Linked DNA regions of Mus musculus: region 1 is linked to region 2. The links are chromatin contacts, called in public Hi-C maps. All regions are on one chromosome and are shown on one strand. The core of a region is the stretch at or near the end of the contact, and the rest is flanking DNA. Distances in the headings are between cores, read along the strand shown. Region 1 holds the start of Egfr (epidermal growth factor receptor). Region 2 overlaps Gm39583 (a long non-coding RNA gene).

Region 1 (6,260 bases), core at 1,884-4,383, 51 kb after region 2:
TATAGCCCTGGCTGTCCTGGAACTCACTCTGTAGACCAGGCTGGCCTCAAACTCAGGGATCCTCCTGCCTCTGCCTCCCAAGTGCTGGGATTAAAGGCGTGAGCCACCACGCCTGGCTCAAGATCACTTTTATTTAACATAAGCATCAATAACTCTAGTACTTGCCAATGAGTACAAATTCATCCTGACGTTACTCTTCACAGTTAAAGCCCAGAAGATTACACAGTGCATGCAGAAGATCCTCATGTAGGTGACCAAAAGGGAAGCATATTTCATAGAACCTCTCCTAGTTTTGTGCTCTGTAACTTCAGTGTCACTGATCTCTTGGTGATGATCTTGAGGAGGCTTTGTTTCTAGGAGGCGGATTGTAGTTGGGTCACACTGAAGGATGTTCTATCATGGGGCCATATTGAGGGATGTTCTAGTAACTGCCAGAAGGTCACACCAAGGGTTATTCTAACCATCAGCGTATGAGTGCTGTTGCTTCTTAACATAGAGAGAATCTTGACTATTCTTAAAAATCAGTTGTAGCTATCATTATCATTTCTACTTTACTATGTGTTCATTATGACTTGTGCCACTGACCATATCCCTTGATAGAAAATACATTTTAAGCCAGAGTTCCAGTCCTGGAAACATGAACATGGGAATCATCACTGTCTACAGACTTTTAAAAACTCATCTCCAGGCTGGTGAGATGGCTCAGTGGGTAAGAGCACCCGACTGCTCTTCCGAAGGTCCGGAGTTCAAATCCCAGCAACCACATGGTGGCTCACAACCATCCGTAATGAGATCTGACTCCCTCTTCTGGAGTGTCTGAAGACGGCTACAGTGTACTTTCATATAATAAGTAAATAAATCTTAAAAAAAAATTAAAAAAAAACTCATCTCCATCTTCATTTTGTGTTCTACTGTTATATTTCTTGCTTGGCTTTTTCTAATCACCCCTTATTATTGTATTACTTTAAAAACTGCCCTAAGTTCCTATTTGGAACATACAGCAGAAAACTGACACCTAAGCTCCCCTCCCACATATGTCCCTGGGAAGTAGGTACAAAAATCTCGGAAACAGTAAAATTTTTCTGAATGTGCAATAATAAAAGTTTAATCCAGAAATTCTAAACACACTAAGGTGTTTCTGGCAGAGCTTCACAGTGCTGCATTGCACTTCACAGTGGTCTTGCTTCTATACACACATTATTCACTCTTTGCTCTGTGCATGCTGTTACACCGTGGAGTACCAAGAAGTGCTGCATCGAAACTCAGTTCAGATGCAAGACTACCATATGGTATGGCTGCAAAAGTTTTACTTATCACATACAATTGTCTTCTCTTATAGAATAATAATGTCATAATACAGAGAACAAGACATTTTTAATATTCTCCTACCATCATTCCTTAGCATAGGAGCTTCAAATGAGTATGTTTGGTTATGTTTGGATTATATTGTGTTTGAATGTTTAATATTTAAAATCAATGTCTTAAGTCTCTTTATAAAAAGGTAACAGAATTTTAACATAGGATTAGGATGAAATTTCCAAGATGACCCTAAATATATTTTTTCTGTTTCATGCTTTGAGAATTGTAAATCAAAATATTAATTAACTCTGAACAATATTACAGATGTTCTACATTCCACAGCTTCAAGTACTCATTCAAAACCTAATTTTTTGTAACAATAAACAAATCAATCTCATTGGTATGCAAATTTGCCTTAATCTTTAGTAAGTGGTAAAGTCATATATATGCCAAAAATTATCTTAACATTGCATTAGGATCTACCATTAGTCGATGTCTGATTTGAACACCTATTTTATATAAAATCCCAAGATTACATAAAAAGCATCTATGAAAAGAGGTTGCCCGTGGGAAAAGTTTAAGAAACCCCGCTCTACTTCTCAGTGAAGGTCTCAGGTTGTGATGAGGGTCCCTGCACAGGCTGGGTGACGTGTTCCCATTCAAGACGCCACCTACAAAACTTGGGCAGCAGCCCTGACTTTGCAGGGTGCGGACGAAAAGTCCGGAATGCCTCCTTTCTGGCTGCATGGAAAAAGCTGGACTGAGCCTCACTGGTTAGCCATGACTTCTGCTAACAAGGACACCCACAGCAAAGGGGCCTAAATTAGGGGACCAAGTGATTTTGTGAAAAACTCAGAGACTTTGGATTGAATGGAAGCAGGGGACATTCCTCTGATAGCTAAGAAGTAGGGACATTGGTTGGTCTTTGCTGAAGGAATTTAGTTGTGGGTCCTGAAGTTCAGGGACACATTTCTACTGGTCAAATTCTAAGTGAACTTACTTGGCAATTTGCCTCCTGATGTGCGGCAGGGCTAGCTGAGGTCACTAGAGGATGCTAACTGCTCTAAAGATTTGTTCACTGCTGTTATGTCAAGTCTCTGCTTTTGTGGAGGAATTTGCCTCATGTGTACGTTGCTTTGCTTTTCAAGCACTCCAGACTGGCTCCAGGTGTAGAAAATGCCATGTTCTTCAACATGCATGCTTTCATCCAGCAAATATACTGAGGCCCTTCTAAGTGTCAGGAGTTGGCTGCCCTTCTTTCAGAAGACATGGAGGGTTCTTGATGGGATCTGAAGGACCCTTGGACTTCTTAGTGCCACTTCAGACTTGAGGCACCCGCCTCTGCCTGTGCTGTTGGAAACTGCTGCCAAGTCAGCCTGACCCTTCTGAGATCCTGGAGAAGTTATGGAGAATACGTGAACAGCGTCCCCACCTGTGTTATTCTCCAACCTGTGCTCTGTGGTTGGACAGTTTGTAACCGAGGTGGTCCAGAGTTGTTTGGTTAATTGAAAGAAAGGAAGGAAGAAGGTGGGAGACAGAGGGAAGGAAGGAGGGGACCCTGGCATAGATTGGCTGGACTTCCTAGGTCCTGAAATGCAGCGGAGCGGAGTCCCCTCAGAAATTAACTCCAAAGGCCACCCACTGACCCGCTGCACACAGCCAGAACTCGCCCCCAGAGCCTTGTCTAGTGGTGGCCAAGGCCATCCACCACCACCTTCCGGTCACTGCCTGCTTTCGATCCTCGCGGAGAGCGCTTCCTCTCTCCTGACATTCTCCTCCTCTTCGCTCCTCTGGATCCCTCCTCCTTCTTTAGTCCCTCCTCCTCCCGCCCAGCCTCCCCCAGTCCCGACCCGAGCTAACTAGACGTCTGGGCAGCCCCAGCGCAACGCGCAGCAGCCTCCCTCCTCTTCTTCCCGCACTGTGCGCTCCTCCTGGGCTAGGGCGTCTGGATCGAGTCCCGGAGGCTACCGCCTCCCAGACAGACGACAGGTCACCTGGACGCGAGCCTGTGTCCGGGTCTCGTCGTTGCCGGCGCAGTCACTGGGCACAACCGTGGGACTCCGTCTGTCTCGGATTAATCCCGGAGAGCCAGAGCCAACCTCTCCCGGTCAGAGATGCGACCCTCAGGGACCGCGAGAACCACACTGCTGGTGTTGCTGACCGCGCTCTGCGCCGCAGGTGGGGCGTTGGAGGAAAAGAAAGGTAAGGGCGTGTCCCACCGGCCCGCGCCCCCTGCGAGCTAGCTCGCCCAGTCCCAACCTCCGCTCGGGACTCTAAGTCCCCAGCCGCCCGCTCCTCCTCTTCTGGCTCCCAAAGGCGGCCGGGACCATAGGAGGAACTGGACGGAGTCTGGAATGGGCGAGACTGGGGCCGCCGAAGGAAGGGAGACTGGGCTAGGAGCAGAGGGGCTGCCAGGGCAGCGTGGGAGCCGCGGCTGTGCGCTCCGGGGCTCTTGACTGCTGCCAACTTAGTTGCCTCACTTTCCTGCGCTCAGTAGGCGTTCGGAGCAGAAACGTGGTGCGGGACAGCGCGGGACGCCGGGCATTGGCGCACGTGCGCCCAGTACTGTCAGGGAGAGCGGAGGGACCCCGGATCCTCAAGCGGGTCGGGTGTGTCCCACCCGCTCAGTGTGAGAGTTGAGGGACTGGAGTGCGAACCAACGCGCCCCTGGTCAAGGTCGGAACCTCTGAGACGCGCGGTTTCCTGAGCGCGGTTTCCCTCAACTCCTCTCTTCTCCAGCAGGGTACTCTCAGGACCTGGTAGCCTGAGTCCCAATGTAGCTTGCAGATTTCTGGCTTGCCCTTTCGCGGGTGTGTAGTTGCAGCAATGACCTGGAAGTGTGGAGATCTCTCTGTCACTAACCACCTAGGACTTCTGGGAAGAGATGGTGTTAGTGGTCATTTGCTTCTTCACTAGGAAAAAAAAAAGGAGGGCGTGGGGGTGGCGGGTGGGGTGGGTCGATTCCGCCTCTTAGGCATAGAGCATGCCAGAGACTTGCCAGGCTAGGTGCACTGGTTGGGGACCAAGGCTCCATGCCAGATTGGAGCTAGCGTTGCGGGGTGGCTACTTCCCCTGGGATCCCTGAATTTGCCCTTTCCCAGAAGCTTGGGCTGCTGCAGCATCACTTGCCTTTGCAATGGATGGCTGACCTCCTTGTGACAGCTGGGCCCTTGGGTGTAGTGCACCCTTGGTGTTTCAAAATGAGGCCGGTAGCAAACTTTCTTACTTGTTAGCTGAGACGTTCCCTCTTGGGTTTCTTTTTCTTTTCTTTCCTTCCACACCCCTCCCCCCCCCCAAGTGATTGATATTTGGCCAACTAAAATATAACCCCTAATTAAAAAGAAACATTGATGTCCATGGATCACACATGCCAACTGTCCAGACGGAACATGAACAAGTCTGGCTTCATGACTATCCGACCATAAACCCACTTGACACGAGAAACATGCCTCGGAAGGTTTAATTGCACAATTTCAAAATCCAGCCGCTCGGGTTCCAGGAGTCAGGTCTGCACTTGCTGTTGATGTCATCCGCATCCAAGTTGGACTTGGGGGTTGGTGCTCCGTGCACTTTTGTTGGAGGGGGTGTAAGGCTCAGTTTCCCAAACTTAACTACACAATGAAATCATTTGGGTTTAAAAATCAACAAGCAAAACAAACTACACCCCTCCTCCGTTGTTTAGCTACCACTCCATACACTCAGATTTCACGGGTCGATCTTGAGAATTAGAATTTTCAAAACTCTTGTAGCATTTGATTTGAGACTCGCTAGCATAAATGAAAAATTGATAACATCTAAAGGAAGACTACCACGACGGTTCTAACGAGCAGGAGTCTGGGAAATCTTGCAGTACAGGAAATAGCAGGGATAAAGTCGGTAAAGAGGGCTTGCTTTTTTCACAGATGGGATGGAGCACTGTGGAGCTTTTCTCCTACCTTCCTTAGCTGAAGGGCTCCAGGCCCCATCGGTCAGTTGCCTGGCATCTGTGCCTACCCATAGGACTCCCTCCCCTAGTTTTCAGTTTCCCTTAGAGCCCCTGTAGAACACCAGTTGTCTCAGCTTAACTCTGTGTTTCTTCGCTGTTAGGTGTTACTGTTATGAACACTGTTAGTGGTTGGAGATTTGTTTTCGGTTAAATAAAAATGCCACTTCATCTGTCTGTTTGTATGATATTCACTTAAAGCCAAATGCTTCTGGGTGTAGCAGGAAAGGTAGCAAGCAAATATTTATCTGTCAAAGTAACGTAAAAAGGCTAAGTTCTAAAGGACAGATTATTGAAAACGTGAGACACCCTTTCTGCAACAGGCTGATAAAAGATTTGTTTGTTTAATTGGTCAGTTTTGTTCCAGACTGGCTCCCTTAGTTGAGGTAGGGTGTTTATCCTTCCCTCCAAATCTATGGTACCATATGTAAATGTCATCAAAGCAGAAGACAGTTAGACTCTGTTTTCAGTGCATTGTCAGTCCTCACATTGCATGTAGTGAGAGGTGATTCTCATCATCTGTTTGGGGAACCTATGCACAGAGAAGTGTAGTGATTTTCCCCCATAGCTGTTAAGAAGTGATGCCAAAATTGATTCAAGTTCCTTCCACCTCCAAACTACACTACCTTATTGTAGGAGGACCAGGCTAGGTTAGGTGTGTAAATGACTCAGTTCTGATGCTAGAAGGATAAGGACCAGGAAACAGGCATTTGAAAAATCAGTCCCCATCTGAAGCTTGCTTGTTTAGTGGCCTACTTTCCTGTTCATGGATGCTGTGGTCTCCTGGGTTGCCTTTGATGGGGGCAATGTTGTCACTAAAACAAAATATGGGCAAGGTATTAGCTTGGACTTGCTGAGCAAGTTCCACCTGTACCATGATGGCAGGAGAAGGCGCTTCTTTGGAAAAGATCCTGTGCAGAGCAAATGAGGAGAGAAGGGACCCTCAGCCTGAATAAGGCAGTGGAGTTTGGAGGTGGAA
Region 2 (6,132 bases), core at 3,001-5,500:
GATTCTACTTCTTCTGGATAGCACGGACAATGAGGGTCCAGCACTCCTAGAGCTTCAGTGCCTCCCTGGAAACTAGGAAGCTTTCAGGAGGAAGCAGAACTGAGCTGGCTTTCTTGACTGAGCTTTTCAACAAGTCCCTATCCTTAGTTCTCCTTGCTCCGTCTGTCATCAGTTTGCTTGCTTAGTTTTTTGTTTGAGAGAAGGTTCCACTGTAAATAGTCCAGGCTGCCCTCAAACTTGCCACCCTCCTGCTTTGGCATCCTGAGAACTGGGATCATAAGTGTGTGCCAACATACCCAGCTACAAGGAGCTGCCTCTGTGCATAAGAGTTCTGATAAGGCTTAGGAGTTTCAATTCGTTTTTGTGGAAACCATGTAAACCCCAATGCTAACTATAGCATTTCCCCTAGCAGCTGCAATGTTTTAATACTCTCAGTGACTAGTTCCCATCTCCTGACCAGGCTTAAGATTCTTCCAGCACCACTGATGGGAGCACAAACTTAACCCCTTGCTGATTAGCCTCTCCGGTGATCCTCACTCTGTTATCGCAGCAGAGTCAGGAAGCATGCCCCTCCTTCATTCCTAACAGTGAGAAGTGACTCTGTCTTGATCAGTGTATCAGAAGGTCCTCTTGAAGACTCAGACTACGCTCTTTGTTAATGGATACCATCTCAAAACTGAAGGTGGAAATCGTCAAGCAAAATACTCCAACGAAACCTGCCGCTCCTCTTTAGAGTGAGGTCATGATTCACCTGAAGTGAAATGTGCCCATTCTCAAGACGGACCACATTTAATTGTACTTTGTCTGCCATTTAAAATTCAGAGAGCAAACACGTGAACTGGTGAAAGGTCTGGTTGGAGTTGATCCATAACTTGAAATGCTCTTGAAACAAAAGAATCCCCTTCCCATGCTGGACATCCAGTGGAGCCTAGGGAGCACCATAGGCAGCTTTGAGATGGAGCACCCTTGCTAGAGAGAGTGAAAGGAGAGGACGTGCTTGGCTGATCCTCACACCACATGGGCTTCCTCCCCTTCCGTGTCGGCTCATTCCTCACCGTACCAATCTCTGGGAGGACTCGAAATATTGATGTGTAGCCTCTTGTTGTGAAAGGAAAATCAGAAGAAATCTGGCTATGTCTGTGACTTGGTAAGGTCTGTAGCTGTCAAGACGACTGTTTGGTAACACCAGATGATTGTGTGTGTGTGTGTGTGTGTGTGTGTGTGTGTGTGTGTGTGTGTGTGATGTTCACTATGCTTTCAACAGCATAGTTACTGGCTTGTAACTTGTTTAATTTCTGAAATCAGCACTGTTATGTAAACTTTAGGAGAAAAAAAAAAGGTCACTTTGAAGTCTTATGTCCTCTGTCAACAGTCAGTTGAGAAAAAGTATAAGATGGGTGTGGTCAAGGTCCAAGGATCCAAGCCTCCAGGGCCCTTGTAACACCTTTATGTGGAATTTATCCAGCTTTTACTCTCTATGGGGTCTTTTATTTTTTTATTTTAGTTATTGAATGTTTATGATGGCTGGGATTCTTATTGACTGAAAGGCTTACTTAACTATTGGATTTTTGTCCTTAAAACCTGGGTCATTCTTACTTCCATATCAGGTGATTAAAACATATTTTATAGACATAGTTCCTGTAAAGTCTGCAAGGTGCTACCCTTTCCTGAAAACAACTGTCCTGTCCTTATCACACATTGTCTTGAAGAAGACATTAAGAATCAAGAACATCCATAAATTTAAATTATCAGAATATTCGGAGCCCTTGATATTCCTTAGACAAAGATACTTCCATTTGCAATTGTGGATAAACAGTCTACTCAATTAGAGACACTGGCCATTACCCCAAGAATGGATGTCTGGAAGACCTACACATCTAGAAAGTTCATGTTCAATATTATATCCAGACTTATTATATACAAACATGAAAAAAGTATCATAAAGGACTCACTCTATATTCTGTGCTTCTCCACACCATATTCTATATTCATGATCTTCAACTATGAAATTTCATCCACTATAGAGGAGACATCAAAGGAAAGCTGCTCTAGAAATTCACAGAAAGACTTCTTGGGCACAAACTTCAGAAGCAAATCAGAAAAATACCCAGGAGTAAACCTTGGGTTCACATTGTTTTAGACGGTGAAGAAATCCAGAATCTATCACCAATAGAATGCAGAGCCTTCAAACTCAGAGCTGTCAGATCCTCAAGAGCAAACTATCTCTGCAAGCAGTTGGCTGACTGATACCTAAAGAGAATTGGTGATGGATGGTGGAGAGCTTCTGCCTATGATACTGAAGAGAGACCCATAACTAAATCTTAGATCTTTTGAAATCTTATGTAATCATTCTTATATTGAATTTTTATTCACCTTTGTCATCATCTGTCCACAATCACTTTTTTCCTTTTATTTCCCCACAATGCTGTGTTAGATCACAACAGCCTCACAAGGATGTCGGCTCTTTCCACTTCTATCCATAGAGGGATTTGAGTCTTATCTAGAGCAATACAAGAGAAAAAACAAAAGGCACAGAAATAAGAAAATAAGTAAGAGTATTCTTATGGCTTTTAAACAGCAAAGGAAACTGAAACAGGTTAATATGAAGCCCACAGAGTGAGAAAAAATATTTGCCAGCTGTCCATTTGGCATAGAATTAACGTCTAGAATACACACACACACACACACACACACACACACACACACAGGTACATACACACCAAAAAAAAAAAAAAAGAAAGAAAGAAAAGAAAAACTCAAAAACTAAATATTGAGACAATAACTTGATTTTAAAAACGGGCTACAAAATGCAAGTGGCTCTAGAATAAGTTGCAAAGAGACAGTGTGAATAGGTGTGATTACTATAGATGTATATGGATGTATGGAACTCATTAAGAATTAAAAATATTGCTTAAAAATAAATAGCCTACAGAACTAAACAGAATCTCAAAAGAAGAAATACAAATTGCTAATGAATATTTGAAATGGTGCTTAAAATGCTTAGGCATAGGGGAATACAGATTAAAACTATTTTACAATTCTATTTTGATCCAATCAGAATGGCTGCCATCAGACATACAAATGCTGGTGTGGATGTGGTGAAAGGAAAACTCTTATATCTGTCATATGCCCCAGCTAATAGCTCTACCAAATGCACTTTATGTCTCACTAGAGAGATTTGCACATCTTTGTTTCTTATGGCTCAATTCACAACAGTTAGGAAGTACAATCAACCGAGAAACTCAAAACATTAATAGGGAAGAGAAATTCGATATGTATACGTAATGGGACATTACTCAACTGTGAGGAAAAATGAAATGATGAAATATACAGGTAAATACACACCCAAATGGGTGACACAGAAAAGTTGCACTTGGTGAAGGAGTGAGGTACCTACGGCCCAGAAAGCCAAAGGTGGCATACTCTCTCTCTCATGTGTGGGGTCTTAGCTTCCAATCTTTTGTTTATTATTTACCTTATAGAACAAGTAGAAGTCAGGCAACAAGTAAAGGAGAGAAGGCATTTTAAGTGATGATGGATATAGATTATAACAAAAGTACAGAGGTAGGGTAGTGGGCCTGGAAACACTTATGCAAGGAGAGTAGAGGGAGTGGAATGAAAGTGAGAAGTTTGGGGGTGGACTACCCCAAAGAAAAGGATATGAACACACGCAAACCTACTATATCATGGAACAATTAAAATATGCATATGTGAAATTTAAATCCTAAAGTAACAACAAAAAACAGGCAAAGAAGCTTCCTGTAACAAAGCAGGGTCTGACTTACTGACTGTCTTAGTCAGGGTTTCTATTCCTGCATAAACATCGTGACCAAGAGGCAGTTGGAGAGGAAAGGTTTATTCAGCTTACACCTCCAAACTGCTGTTCATCACCAAAGGCAGTCAAGACTGAAACTCAAGCAGGTCAGGAAGCAGGAGCTGATGTAGAGGCCATGGAGGGATTTTTTTTTTATTCACTTGCTTCCCCTGGCTTGCTCAGCTTACTCTCTTATAGAACCCAAGACTGCCAGGCCAGGGATGGTACCAACCACAAGGAGCCCTCCCCCCTTGATCACTAACTGAGAAAATGTTTTACAGCTGGATCTCCTGGAGGCATTTTCTCAACTGAAGTTCCTTTCTTTATGATAACTCCAGCCTGTGTCAAGTTGACTCAAAACCAGCCAGTACAATGACCTTGATAGCCAGTAGATGACAGGCAAGCAAACACACAGAGGTGTGGAAGGAGTGTCAGCATCTCCAGACACCCAGAGAAGCAGCAGCTAACACTGCCTCCCTTTGAGATGGAGCAGAGGCTGCCCAGGGCTGATGTGGCATTTATGAGATTTTAAAAAACCTCAAACCACTCATTTGTAATTTTACAAGTCCTGGGTGGGTAAGAGCAAAGGATAGTAAAAGCTGTTTCAGGTCAGACTTTCCTAGGTAAAAACCACTGGGGTTCGTTTTGATAATTTTTTGACCTGGGTTTGTGAAAGGTGAGAAACTGTGAGTGAAGACTGGAATATGGAGGCCATGTTATTTATATTCACAAAGTAGAGTTTCAGTAAACAGAACCTTAAACAAAGGATTATTTAAAGATTCACATTTACCATTTCAACATCCATTTTCTTTGTACTTTAGTATGAGATATGAAAATAAAACCAAACACTGCACAGTGAGGCTGAGACAGCTCTTGTCACTGAAACATAAACTTGGAAAGCACTTACACATGCTCACTTCTCATAGTGGGAAAATTTCCCAATCCTAAAGGAAGCAGACAGTAATTCATCCACTCATTTTAATTCCTGAATATATAATTCTGATTTTCACCCTGAACTTGGGACCACACTGAAAAGTCTTCTATGGACAATCTTCCATTGAATCAATGTTTAATATTTGTACAGTTGAATGTGCATGTCATCATCTGTTTGCAAGGTGGAATTATGTAATAATGTAATTGGCTGTCATAAAATCATGGAGCTGGACATGCATCCGTCCAATGGCATATGAAACCCTTGCTCTCCTGGCATATGGTCACTCGGTATTGTCGTAAGCACCTCCAGTTACAGGAAACAAGTTTCACAATATAAACAGAAATAGGCTCATGGCATTGATCTTGTGTCTTAATAGGCAAACCCTGTTATGTTTTATATTGATCTACTGTTTGTGGTAGAAACAGCTCTTTGCGTTGGAAATTACTTTCATCATTTGCTACCTTCTTCAATAATGTTTCAGAGCAGAAAGAACATGTTGAGGATATCTGAGAAAAGATCCTGAATAATTATAAAACACTACTACCAAGGAACAGAGCAACAAATTGGAACAACCCTGGAGTTTTGCTGCTCCAAGCAGTTCCACCTTAGGAATGTTAAGGTCTTCTTTCTGTAGCATGATCATCAACATCTAACACCTTCTGTGGTTTAGTTCCAATGAGACTAGAAATTTAAAAGAATCCACCAGTCCCTGGGTATCTGTTGGTTAAATAGTGAATACTAAAAGACACCTATGAGTTAGGAGAAAAAAGAAGTGGCAACTGTATATCAATATGTGTATCTACAGCCTCCACTGTGACCTGTGCAAACTGCAAGCAACTCCAGCACTTGATAAAGGTCATACCTGTGACCACAGGCTCCTTACTTGTTCCTAGGTTCCTGTTTCCTCTTAAAACCTAGACTGGCCCTGTCATGTGACTGAAGACAGGAGACCTGCGATTCCATCTAAACTCAGTCTTCTGAATAAACTCAGAGTGCCCTTAGAAATACCTGAACTTTCAGACCTATAAATTCAGACCATGGCCATCCCCAGACAGCAATTTCGAACTAATTTCCACACATGAGTCAGCTAGTCCAGCCAGGATCACCTCACTAGCCTGCACACAAATCAGGAGCAATCATTTACAGCATGGATCTCCCAGGCTCACTTAGTAGATCTAAAATCATCTAAGCCAGGGAATACTAAGATTCAAAGACTCAAAATTCAAAAGCCCTCAGTGTGGGGTGATGAGCAACTAACACAAAAGGCTAAGCCAGGGAAGCAACTCCAGATATACAAGGACCATGGTGAAACAGAAGGAATATGAAAAACTGAGACAATATATCTCCTCAAGAAATTATCCATTCCAAAGTAACGGTCCCCAGT

Evidence for each region. A called contact is a pair of places that touch in the nucleus more often than the background predicts.
Region 1: a contact with region 2 is called in a Hi-C map of liver, with 4 times the contacts expected there. The contact joins the promoter of Egfr here to the enhancer-like site in region 2. A contact is called at or near these places in 4 of 39 promoter capture datasets (embryonic stem cells, liver and pre-B cells), 9 of 484 Hi-C or Micro-C datasets (the AML12 cell line, liver and nephron progenitors), 8 of 115 datasets of contacts at active chromatin or transcription factors (embryonic stem cells, hepatocytes, intestinal crypt epithelium and 2 more) and 1 of 9 other capture datasets (pancreatic islet).

Annotation. Positions count from the first base shown.
Region 1 is chr11:16,749,070-16,755,329 of GRCm38.p6, forward strand. It overlaps Egfr (epidermal growth factor receptor), which reads left to right and starts at 3,134. Exons shown (of 28, transcript NM_207655.2): 1 at 3,134-3,501. The coding sequence starts at 3,414.
Region 2 is chr11:16,696,986-16,703,117 of GRCm38.p6, forward strand. All of the region lies in intron 2 of Gm39583 (a long non-coding RNA gene), which reads right to left. Among named protein-coding and RNA genes, the nearest start is that of Gm25698, 33 kb to the right of the region's middle. Within about 2 kb of position 4,251, at least 7 of the 459 cell types and tissues checked have an H3K27ac peak or open chromatin away from gene starts, as enhancers often do. A contact at or near this core is called in the AML12 cell line, hepatocytes and liver, where this site is marked.